Regions from separate parts of the Oryctolagus cuniculus genome. Here region 2 is linked to region 1. A link is a contact called in public Micro-C data. All regions are on one chromosome and are shown on one strand. Each heading gives the region's core, a stretch centred on a gene start, on an enhancer-like site or on the middle of the called end of the contact. The rest is flanking DNA. Distances are from core to core; before and after follow the strand shown. Region 1 overlaps PLEKHM3 (pleckstrin homology domain containing M3). Region 2 holds the start of FZD5 (frizzled class receptor 5).

The links. A called contact is a pair of places that touch in the nucleus more often than the background predicts.
Region 2: a contact with region 1 is called in a Micro-C map of ear pinna, with 2.1 times the contacts expected there. The contact joins the promoter of FZD5 here to the enhancer-like site in region 1. A contact is called at or near these places in 2 of 6 Hi-C or Micro-C datasets (ear pinna and liver).

What each region holds. Positions count from the first base shown.
Region 1 is chr3:31,976,420-31,981,365 of mOryCun1.1, reverse strand. PLEKHM3 (pleckstrin homology domain containing M3) reads right to left here. Exons shown (of 8, transcript XM_070070294.1): 8 at 1-4,946. Among named protein-coding and RNA genes, the nearest start is that of FZD5, 61 kb to the left of the region's middle. Within about 2 kb of position 1,970, at least 2 of the 8 cell types and tissues checked have an H3K27ac peak or open chromatin away from gene starts, as enhancers often do. A contact at or near this core is called in ear pinna, where this site is marked.
Region 2 is chr3:32,037,755-32,042,700 of mOryCun1.1, reverse strand. It overlaps FZD5 (frizzled class receptor 5), which reads right to left and starts at 3,022. Exons shown (of 2, transcript XM_002712605.5): 1 at 2,419-3,022; 2 at 1-2,143. The coding sequence starts at 1,881. The coding sequence ends at 118.

The DNA.
Region 1 (4,946 bases), core at 721-3,220:
AACATCTTTTATATAGTAAATGAAAAAGTAAAATCCTTGTGTGTAAATTTTGAGCCTGAAAATGGCCAAGTTCACCGATGTTATACATTCTGTTCTGGATCGTGGGTTTTATTTCTCTACCCATTGGCCTGATGTTCCCCTGAGTTTGGTTAATGAGAGTCAGAAAGCAAACAAAAAGAGTGCAGAAAAAAGCAGCATAAAACAAAGCCAAAACCTTCTGTGATTGAGTCGCCAGTGTTTTTACCTCTCTACTACCCATGTGGTTGAACTCCTCTCCTTGTGCAGTTAAGGCACCGGTTCAAGGGAGGTGAGAGGTCTGACATGCCTCATAGAATATACAGACGCTGAGCACGTCTGTATGAAGAGTGGCCAGCAGGAAGGAAGCAAAGGGCTGAGCACTGAGCTGGAGAAGCTGCAGGCTTCTGGAAGCACGAGGCGGTACTATAAGGCACTCCTACAGGGAGGGGAACAAACGGGAAGGCTGGCATGGAGAAGGAGCCACAGGACCGCCGCGTCTGCCAGCTGGCTTATGAGCCACGAGGTCTGAATTGGGGCTGGCACTCCAAACTCGGAACTCAGGGCAAGGAAGATGGAAGTATGGGGCACGTGCTGGGGGTGGAATGAGGGGAGAGGGTGGCTGGCAGCTGTCCCACCAGTAGGAGGGGATCTCACTGAAGAGGCACCCGAGTCTCCTACCCTGGCAACAACTGACTTCACTCAGGAGCTCCCTAACAAGATGAGGAGGTTTGCAAGTGGCTTCTCTTCTCACCAGGAACCAAAGAAAACCTGCTGTTGTCTCATTTGCATTTAGTAAGGCCTTCCCTCCCTCACATCCGAGGCAAGCGCTCCATGTCAGGATCATCTGGAAGCTGTCTTAAATAAGACCCCTGACAACACGGGTATGCCCGACTAGAGGTGAACAACGACCCGGGTTTCACATCAGCTGTGCATCCACTAAAACACGGGAGTCAGTGGTTTTGAGTCCAATGAAATTAGAATTCTGTGCCAGTAAGACGCCTGCTGGGTGCTAGACTTTGCTGGCAAAACACTGTCCCACGTGATCAAAATCAACATCTGTCTGTTTTGATGAACCGAGCAGGGCTCATTTGCTCCTCGCTGGAGTCCGCTGAGAGCAGTGAGCTCTTTTCTACTCAGGCTCGGAAGCGAGGTGCAAGGTGCTGGCGCGAAGCTCCTGGTGCCTGGTACTAACGAGTGCAGTCCGGAGAAGAGGAGAATACGGCTTATGACTCGTGTTCTTGCAGTTTTACTCCAGGTTCCCTACCTTTTTGCTCCATTGCAGAATAAGGAGAAAAATGGGTTAGAAAACTCAAGAAACAGAAAAGGGGGAAAATTGCACACATCTCTGTTCACCGTGAGAAGCAAAAATAAATAAATAAATAAATAAAAATAACCGCTGCATTGAAGATAGGCAGTGTGCGAAGCAAAAGCTGAAGTTGATCCAGTAACAGATCAGTGGAGGGGTCACTAATTCTGCACAAATGTATGAGCAACCCCATCAGCTCTACCCTAAGGGAGGGGAAGGCAGTGTCTTTTTTGAACAGCGTCCCTTTGCAGGAAGTGGTGAGTGCATGAAGCATCGTCAGTTCCACCTGATAAATGATTAATTTATGGAGGGCCTGTTTTGGCCAGTGAGTAGGGAGGAAGGCCTCAGGTTTGGAAGTGAGGCCTCTTTGAGGTGTCGATATTCAGCATGTAGATGTAGCACTCAGAGAGAGAAACAGGGGCCCCTACATCCCAGGCCGTGCTGCGGCTCAGTCAGGCTGTACAGGGCAGCCCAAGTGATACGACCAGCCCAGTTCTCTCTGTGGCCGGAAGTCAGGACATGGTCCTGGTGCACATGTCTGAAGGACGGCGCCATGTTGGCAACCACACATCCTACGCACTAGCTGTACTGCCTCTGCGGTGGAGACCTGGCCTTGAGGAGCTGAAACATGACCGCCCTCTCAGCTCGTCTGGCTCCTGCCATGCCAGCCAGCACTCCGGCCATGAAAATGACCACGACACAGTCCCCTGGAGAAGACAATGACGCGAAGGCGGCCGGCAAGAGTGGACATGGTTTTTGTATAAAGAGGCTTTCAACTCTGGGCCCAGGCGGCCCTGGGGGAGGCGGGGAGCAGGGCCCCCATTCCAGTTGCCGTCTTTTTAAGTACTCTGTGGCCTTCCTGCAGCCGTGTGCAGTGAGGTCTATTTTAGGAACTGGCTTCTTTATTGCGGGGTTAGATGCCAACATTTCACCAGGGTTGGACCGTCTCACACATGAGTTTCTGGCACTGGGAGGAGGGATTTCCTCCAGTGACACTCCAGGGAACGGGCCTGTCAGTGAGAAGCAGCTCCCCCGGAGCCGGCGGCCAGCTCCAGGAGATTAATTGGCCATTTTCTCGGATGCTTTTTACGTGTGAGATATTTAATATGGGATAAAAAACGGAACACGAGGAAAAGCAGGTATTAGCTTGGTTTTAAGGAGGTGGTAATCCACAGCTCTGCTTTTGTTTCGACAGTCTCTAAGCAGGGGAACAATTACCTAACAGTGCACCAAGTAATTTGTTAGGCTTGCAAACAGTAAGGGCGTTCATGTGCTCCAAGGCATTCTGGGCTGAAAACAGCAATTCTGAGTTTTCATGGCAGGCCCAGCTCCTCAGCTGGCACAGCTCTGTCCTCTGATTTGGGGGGTGGTGGTGGCAAGGAATGTCTACGCAGGCCTGCGGCCGGCACCGACCAGGCCATCAGGGTTGTCCACAGAGGAGAGAAAACAGAAGCAGTTGGGACCCGGTTCCCATTCTGGGTAGCTGATGGTGATCTATTTTTTTCCCCTTTTGAAAATAAGCAGAAAGTGCTGTGGGAGGCAAGTTCTCCCTCGGAGTTCGGGGGGGGGGGGGCGCATTGCCCTGATTGAACAGGGCCCTCTCCCTGGGCACTGGCGGAAACAGAGGCGTTTTAGATCAGGGACCCGGGATCTCACCCTGGCCTCTCGGCAGCTCCAGCCCCGGATGTCTGCAAGCTGGGCCAGGAGCCTCTGTACACAGAGCAAACACGTCACAAGGGGAGGACGGCCGTGCACTTCAGGTCTCCAAGTGCAGTGTGCTGGGAATGGCCTTGCTGACAGTTGGAATCACAGATACATTAATTACAGCGAAGGCAAAAGTAAGCTACAGTGACAGGGAGCTGGGGGCGGAGGGAGAAGGCACTTCGCCATGGGAGCACATCTGTTTTATAATAAGCAGGTCTATAATTCTCTAGTGAAAGATCATGTTCTGCTATCTTCTCCGAGGCTGGAAAATATAAATACTGTATTTCACCAAGGGGAGGAGGAGAGGAGATGACCAAATTTGTTTGCCTGTTTGCCAAGTGTTTGAGATTTTCCATCCTTTTCCTTTTGTGTACAACTTTCTCTCTAACTAGAGGCAGGGCAAAGTCAACCTGTTTTTTCTAAGAGTAAAAGGCACCACGAGGCAGCTCGTGAAAACTCTTAACAAGTTTTCATGCCTTGGTTGTGACTACTGTAGACTCAGAAAAGAAATGCGCGTGTGGTGCTCAGCTACGAGGCGCAGCTGTGTGTTCTAGAGCCAAAAGAAGTGGCGCGGGCTGCGAGGTGGAACGCTAACGTCTAAAGCGCACACGTCAGGCTGAAACGTCGCCTCCTGGAGTATCACGGGCTGGGAGCTGGAGGGAGCAGGAGGTGGGGAAAGGAGCAGTGGGGCTGAACGTTCATGCACTTGGTGAGCCAGCAATTTCCCCGGCTCCGGACAGCGGTGGGACCGCTGACCCATGAAGGCATCTTCCCGCAAAGTCCACGGGGAATCGCTGCGTTACCAGCACATCTTCCTGTCTTGGAAAGGGTGAAGGCAGAAGGGCAGAGAGCCGTCAGGTGTCCAGTGCGGACCAACCTGCCATTTCGGTCACCGTGGCTGCTCTGCTGGCTCTCAAAAGGGCACTGCAGTGGGAGAAGTGCTATCCTACCAAGTAGCAAAGCAACTCATTAGATTCCTTATTCCAATTATGTTATATTAGAGCTTTTAGTTGTAAGGTGGAAAATAGATATGCATGTATTTACTTAAATAAGATTAGGTTTAATTCATTAATCATGACTGGAAGCTTGGTATTTCCTTTATAATAAAGCTGGTTATTTTAAGTTTCAGGTGACTCTGATTTTTTAATCAACTAAAACAATGTGAAGCAAGAGTGGCTACATTGACAAATGTCTCAATGAAAGTGCAGTGACGAACAGTGAGAAATAAAGCATTAGTAGCAGTCGGGTGGGAGTTGCCGGCACAGGACCTGCGAGAAGGAACTGAAGAGTGTCTCGGAATATATGCACTACATACCCTGTCTGCCAGTCACACACCAGTGGCTGTGACAATAATCCTAGGACATCGTAAATACCACCCCGATGCCCTTGGAAACTCTTCTTGAGAAAGCCATGATTACAACTCGCCAGGCACATCCTGGGGCAAGGGCCGCGATTCGTACCAGCAAATGGGCCAGCAACAGGCGGTCACTACTTGCAGGGGTCTCTTCTCTCTGAGGCAAAGAGCTTTCTGAGATTAACTTCAGATCAGAGCAGAACGGGCTCTCCTGCGGATGCTTCGTGCCGGCCGGGAGCTGGCACACTTGCCTTCTAGTCACTCTGCCCTGCCTAGGTGATGCCTACCTCCCCGAGAAAAGCTGAGGCGAGAGAGCCAAGGGACACTGGGCCCTGCAAAGGGCCCAGGGCACTTCTGTGTTTTGAAGATTTTCCTATGAAACACATGATGATGGGTGCCTGCCCCAGTCACCTCAGCCTCTGTGAGAGCTAAAAATAAATAACACAGAAATAACCTGGAGCACTGTTGTCCTGCAGGCAATGCTTCCACCTGTGTCTTGTGTCATAAAGTGGACTCGGCCAACTAAGAAAAAGTCTGCACTAGGAAGCCTTGCGTGGAAACCAC
Region 2 (4,946 bases), core at 1,773-4,272, 60 kb before region 1:
CGGTGCCTTTCCCCGTCTCCACGTCGCCCCCAGGAGGGGGCATCAGCACCACGGAAGTAAACGGAAGTGACCTTGGCAAAGCTACCAAACAAAACCTCCCCCTCCCCTCCCGGCCTCCTACACGTGCGACAGGGACACCTGCTTGTGGTAGGCGGCGGCGGCGGGGCCCGGCGGCCCGGTCCTGCCGGTGAGCGCGGCGCTGGCCTCGGCGTAGTCCCCGGCGGCGGCCACGGCCCCGCCGCTCTTGTGGCCGCGCCGTGGGCGGCAGCAGCAGCGGCTGGTGAAGCGCCGCCACGACTCCAGCGTCTTGCCGGACCAGATCCAGACGCCCGACGTGATGCCCACCACGAGGCACATGAAGTACTTGAGCATGAGCACCCAGTACTCGGGCTTGGCGCGCGGCTGGCCGGCGTCGGGGCCCGGGCACGCGCAGGTGAGCGCCGCCTCCCAGCTCTCGCGGTAGTGCTGCTCGTACAGGTAGCAGGCCACCACGATGCTGGCGGGCACCGTGTAGAGCAGCGTGAAGATGCCGATGCGGATCATCAGCTTCTCCAGCTTGTCCGTCTTGGTGCCGCCCTGCTTGATGACGCTCCGGATGCGGAAGAGCGACACGAAGCCCGCCAGGAGGAAGAGGGTGCCCACCAGCAGGTAGAGCACCAGCGGGCCCAGCACGAAGCCCCGCAGCGAGTTCAGGTTCTGGTTGCCCACGTAGCAGATGCCAGCCACGGGGTCCCCGTCCACGGAGCTCAGTGCCAGCGCTGTGATGGACTTGACGCTGGGGATGAGCCACGCGGCCAGGTGGAAGTACTGCGCATAGCCCGCGATGGCCTCGTTGCCCCACTTCATGCCGGCCGCCAGGAACCAGGTGAGCGATAGGATGACCCACCAGATGGAGCTGGCCATGCCGAAGAAGTAGACCAGCAGGAAGACAACGGTGCACAGGGCGGGACCCGTGGTCTCGTAGTGAATGTGGCTGTGCTCGCGGCTGCAGGCCACACTGGCGTGGCCCACGACCAGGCGCACCAGGAAGCCGAGCGACACGCACAGATAGCAGGCCGACAAGAAGATGATGGGGCGCTCGGGGTAGCGGAAGCGCTCCATGTCGATGAGGAAGGTGGCCACGGTGGTGGAGGTGGAGATGAAGCACAGCACGGACCACAGGCCGATCCAGAAGGTGGCGAACGTGCGCTCGTCCGGGCTGAAAGACGGCTGGTAGCAGGGCACCGCGCAGTTGGGCACCTGGCCCGTGCGCACCTTGTTGTAGAGCGGGTGCGACTCCTTCAGGATGGGCACGAAGGGCTCGCGGCACTTGCACACCGACGGGCCGCCCGCCGCGCACTCGGCCCCGGCGGCTGGCGCCCCTGCGGGGCCTGCGGGCGTGGGCTTGGCCGGGAAGCGCCTCGGGGGCGCCGTGGTGGCTTCGCTGCGGTTGTAATCCATGCACAGGACCTCGGCGTCGCGGCCCAGCACGGGCAGGCGGTCGCAGCTCATGCGCTCGGGCCAGGCGAAGCCGTACTGGCGCATGAGCGGCGAGCAGCCGGCCTTGGCGCGCTCGCACACCGAGCGGCAGGGCGGCAGCGGCTTGTGGTAGTCCGGCAGGCAGATGGGCGTGTACATGGAGCACAGGAAGAAGCGCAGGTCCGGCGAGCAGTGGATCTCCACCAGCGGCCAGAACTGGTGCACCTCCAGGCCCGCCTCGTCCTGCGTGTCGTGGTTGAACTGGTTGGGCATGTGCGTCAGGTTATAGCCGATGCCGCGGCACATGGGCACCGTGATTTCCTGGCACACCGGGGCCTTGGAGGCGGCCGCCGCCCGGCCCGCCAGCTGCGCCAGGAGCAGCAGCAGCAGCGAGGGCGGCGCGGACGGGTCAGGCCGAGCCATCGCCCCCTCCCTCCCCTCGCCTCCCGCTGCCCGAGAGGGGCCAGCGCAGGCAGAGGAATCCGGGGCCGGCTCGTCCCTCTCCGCGTCCCTCGTGTGTCTCTCTCTGTGTGTGTACGCGCGCGCGCCGCCGGGGCTGGCAACCTGTTGGTTTCTTTTTCTCTTAGAGAAAGCCGTCCAAAGATAAACTGCTCCGGGAAGGCGCTGCCTCCGCGGGCAGCGCTCGGGGAGAGACGGTCAGGGCTCCGATTCCAGGCAAAGGACTCTTAAAAAAAAAAAAACAACAGATGGGGGAGACGAAAAATTGCAGCCAGCTCCCATTAGGCGTCAACAGTTCGGTCCCCGCAAGCGGTTGCAAAGCTCTTAAGTTAGCCAACCCCTCTCTCCCTTCCCTCCCTTCCACCTCCTGGAATCTAACTGCCGACTTCCCCGCACTCCCCTTCCTGGCTTGGCCCTCCGGGCTGGGCCCCGGGGTCAGAGTCCTCAGTCCCCAGGAAAAGGGCAAAGGAACCGGGAGAGGGGGTTGGCGCAGGCTCTCACCTCCGCAGATCCCGCTGGAGAGGGGCAGGCGGTCCCCAGCACTTGCTGCTCTCTCGGAAACGTGACTCGGAGCCGGGCCGGCGCCCGCAAAGTTTAGCGGCAGGCTGGGTACCCGTTGCGGCGGCACATGGCAGGAGGTGGGGGCGTCTCAGAGATGGGGGCGCCTCCCGAACACAGCCGGCGCAGCCCAGTCACTCGCCCTCTCCTCCTCTGGGGCCCCCCGCATGATCCGGGCGGAGCAGGGCAGCAGCAGGCAGTGCGTTGCACCGGGGGTCCGGGAGCCGGACGCAAGGCGGGCGCGCCCGGCAGCACCTGGGCGGGAGGAAGGGGCGGCGCGGCGACCGGGACCCCGCAGCCTCACGGCGCAGCGAGCAGCCTGCGCTGGCCGGGCCGGGACTGCATGGTGAGCGCCCGCCGCCGCCGCCGCGTCCCGCCCGCCGCTCGCCTCCTCCCCTGCAGGGGGCTCCGCGCTCCAGCGGACTCCCGGGGGCGGTGGCGGCGCTCTCGGGACGCGCCCGGCTCGGCTCCTCCCCCCTGCGTTCTCTCGCACCCTTTCGCCCACCTCCGGCGGGCACTGAACGGCGCGCGGAGGCGGCAGAGTCACGGCCGCAGGCGGACTGCCCTCTCCCGCCCCGCCAGGGTCACCTGCCTCTAATGCCCGCCGGGAGGCCCCGCCCCGGTCCCGGCCCCGCCCCCTCGGGCCCGGGCTCGGTTGGTGGGCCGCTCGGCCCGCGTCCCCGCCCACTGCCCCGCGGGCTCCGCCGCGTCCCCGGCGCCCGCCGGCCCCGCCCGGAGCGGGCCGCCCCGGAGCGCTGGCCAATCGCGGGCAAGGAGACGTCGGGGGCGGGGCGAATGCTAATCGGGCCGCCTTGAGAAGCCTGGCGGGAAAGCCTGGCCAGAAGTCCCTCGGGAGGTCTCTGCCTGCTCCCAGGGTCTGGCGATTCACTCTCCGGCCAAGTTGCTGGCTTATGAGCCTTTCCCTCCGGGGCTCCTAGCAGCCTCCTCTGCAGCTAAGCTCGGAGAGCCCAGCGCTCGTGGAGTCGTTCCTGGCCGTGGCACCTGTCTCCCCGCTGCGCTGTCTCGGGTACAGGTGAGAGAAGAGTGAACACTTACGGAGCACTTCCTGTGCACCCAGCAGCGCGTTAATCATTTACATCTCCATACGATATCTCTGACCTTTACAATTCCAAGAGGCAGGCACTCCTTGCAGGTGAAGGAACCCAGACTCAGAAACTTGACCGAGGCAACCGAACTGGTGATGGAGCCTCCAAGAAAGCCGCGAGCTGGAGAAACTTCACTGCGGTGTTCCCAGCGTCTGGCACACAGTAGGTGCCCACATGGCAGAACTGGGATTTGAACCCAGGTGGTTGGGCATCCACACTCTTGGCAGACACACACGCACGCACACACACTATCCCCATCTCCCAGACTTTGACCTCTACCTTCGCATTTAACATCTTACTGCGGAGACAAGGAACTGAACTTCCTCCTGCCTTGGAAGACTGGAGAGATGCTAGTCCTCGCCCAGTCGAGGTTTATCATCCGAGGCAGTTCCCAAGTCGCCCGCGGAGGGAAGCAGCCCCGACGCCAGGCTCCGGGAAGCCGCAGGGCTCCGGGCCCCCGGGGCTGCCCGGTGCGAAGCCGCGCAGTCGAGCGCCGCCTGTGGCCCGGGGCGCACGGAGCCGCTGGAGCCCCCCCCCCCCCCCCCCCGAGGACGCCCGGCGGTGCTCCCCAGGCGGATCGACTTGCTCCAAGTTTTTAAAATGCTCTGAAACGCCTCTTTTCTGTGTGTTCTAATTAGGCAGGAAGACTGAGGGCTGTAGCATACTTGAAATTCATTCACACGCTTAGGAAGAGGGTTTAAATTGTTTTGTGCTCTCCCACCCCTACTCTCCCCGGGGGATAAAGGCCAACACAGGAGGGCCAGGAGACACTTGGAGGTCTCCTGAACGGACTCAGTGGTTGGAGGCTGGCCGTGGGGTATCGTGAATCCTCTGCTCCTGGGTCCCCTTTATTTATTTATTTTTACAGACTGGGGTTCCTAGTTGCAGAAAAGCCATGGGCTTCCTGCTCTTCAGCAAGGCTTTGTAGAAAGTAATTAAGAATACTGTGTATGAATCCCAGCCTCAAGGTTAAACAAGAGCAAATATGCTGCAGGGAACTGACAGCTGTAATATCTATATACATATGCACCTATACACACATACATATGTATATCGAAAAGGCACATTGCCTCTTTTTTTCCTTGGAATTCTTCAGGTGCTCCTGTTTTAATCTGCCTTTTGGAATACTTGGCACTCTGGGCGAGGGAACATCCCAGGGCCGAGTGTGGTGGGAATGGAAAAGCAACGGAACAGCAGTCCAGAAGAGAGGAGAAGCCTCAGTGGAAAGTATGCACAGGCTGCGAACATGCCAAGGGAGGCCTGTCTCATTCTGAGCCCTTTATGCAACGTGTGTATTATTGGGGATGGACAAGTGTTGGCTAATAATAAAAATTATTTGAAGTTGGAGAATGTTAATCACTCACA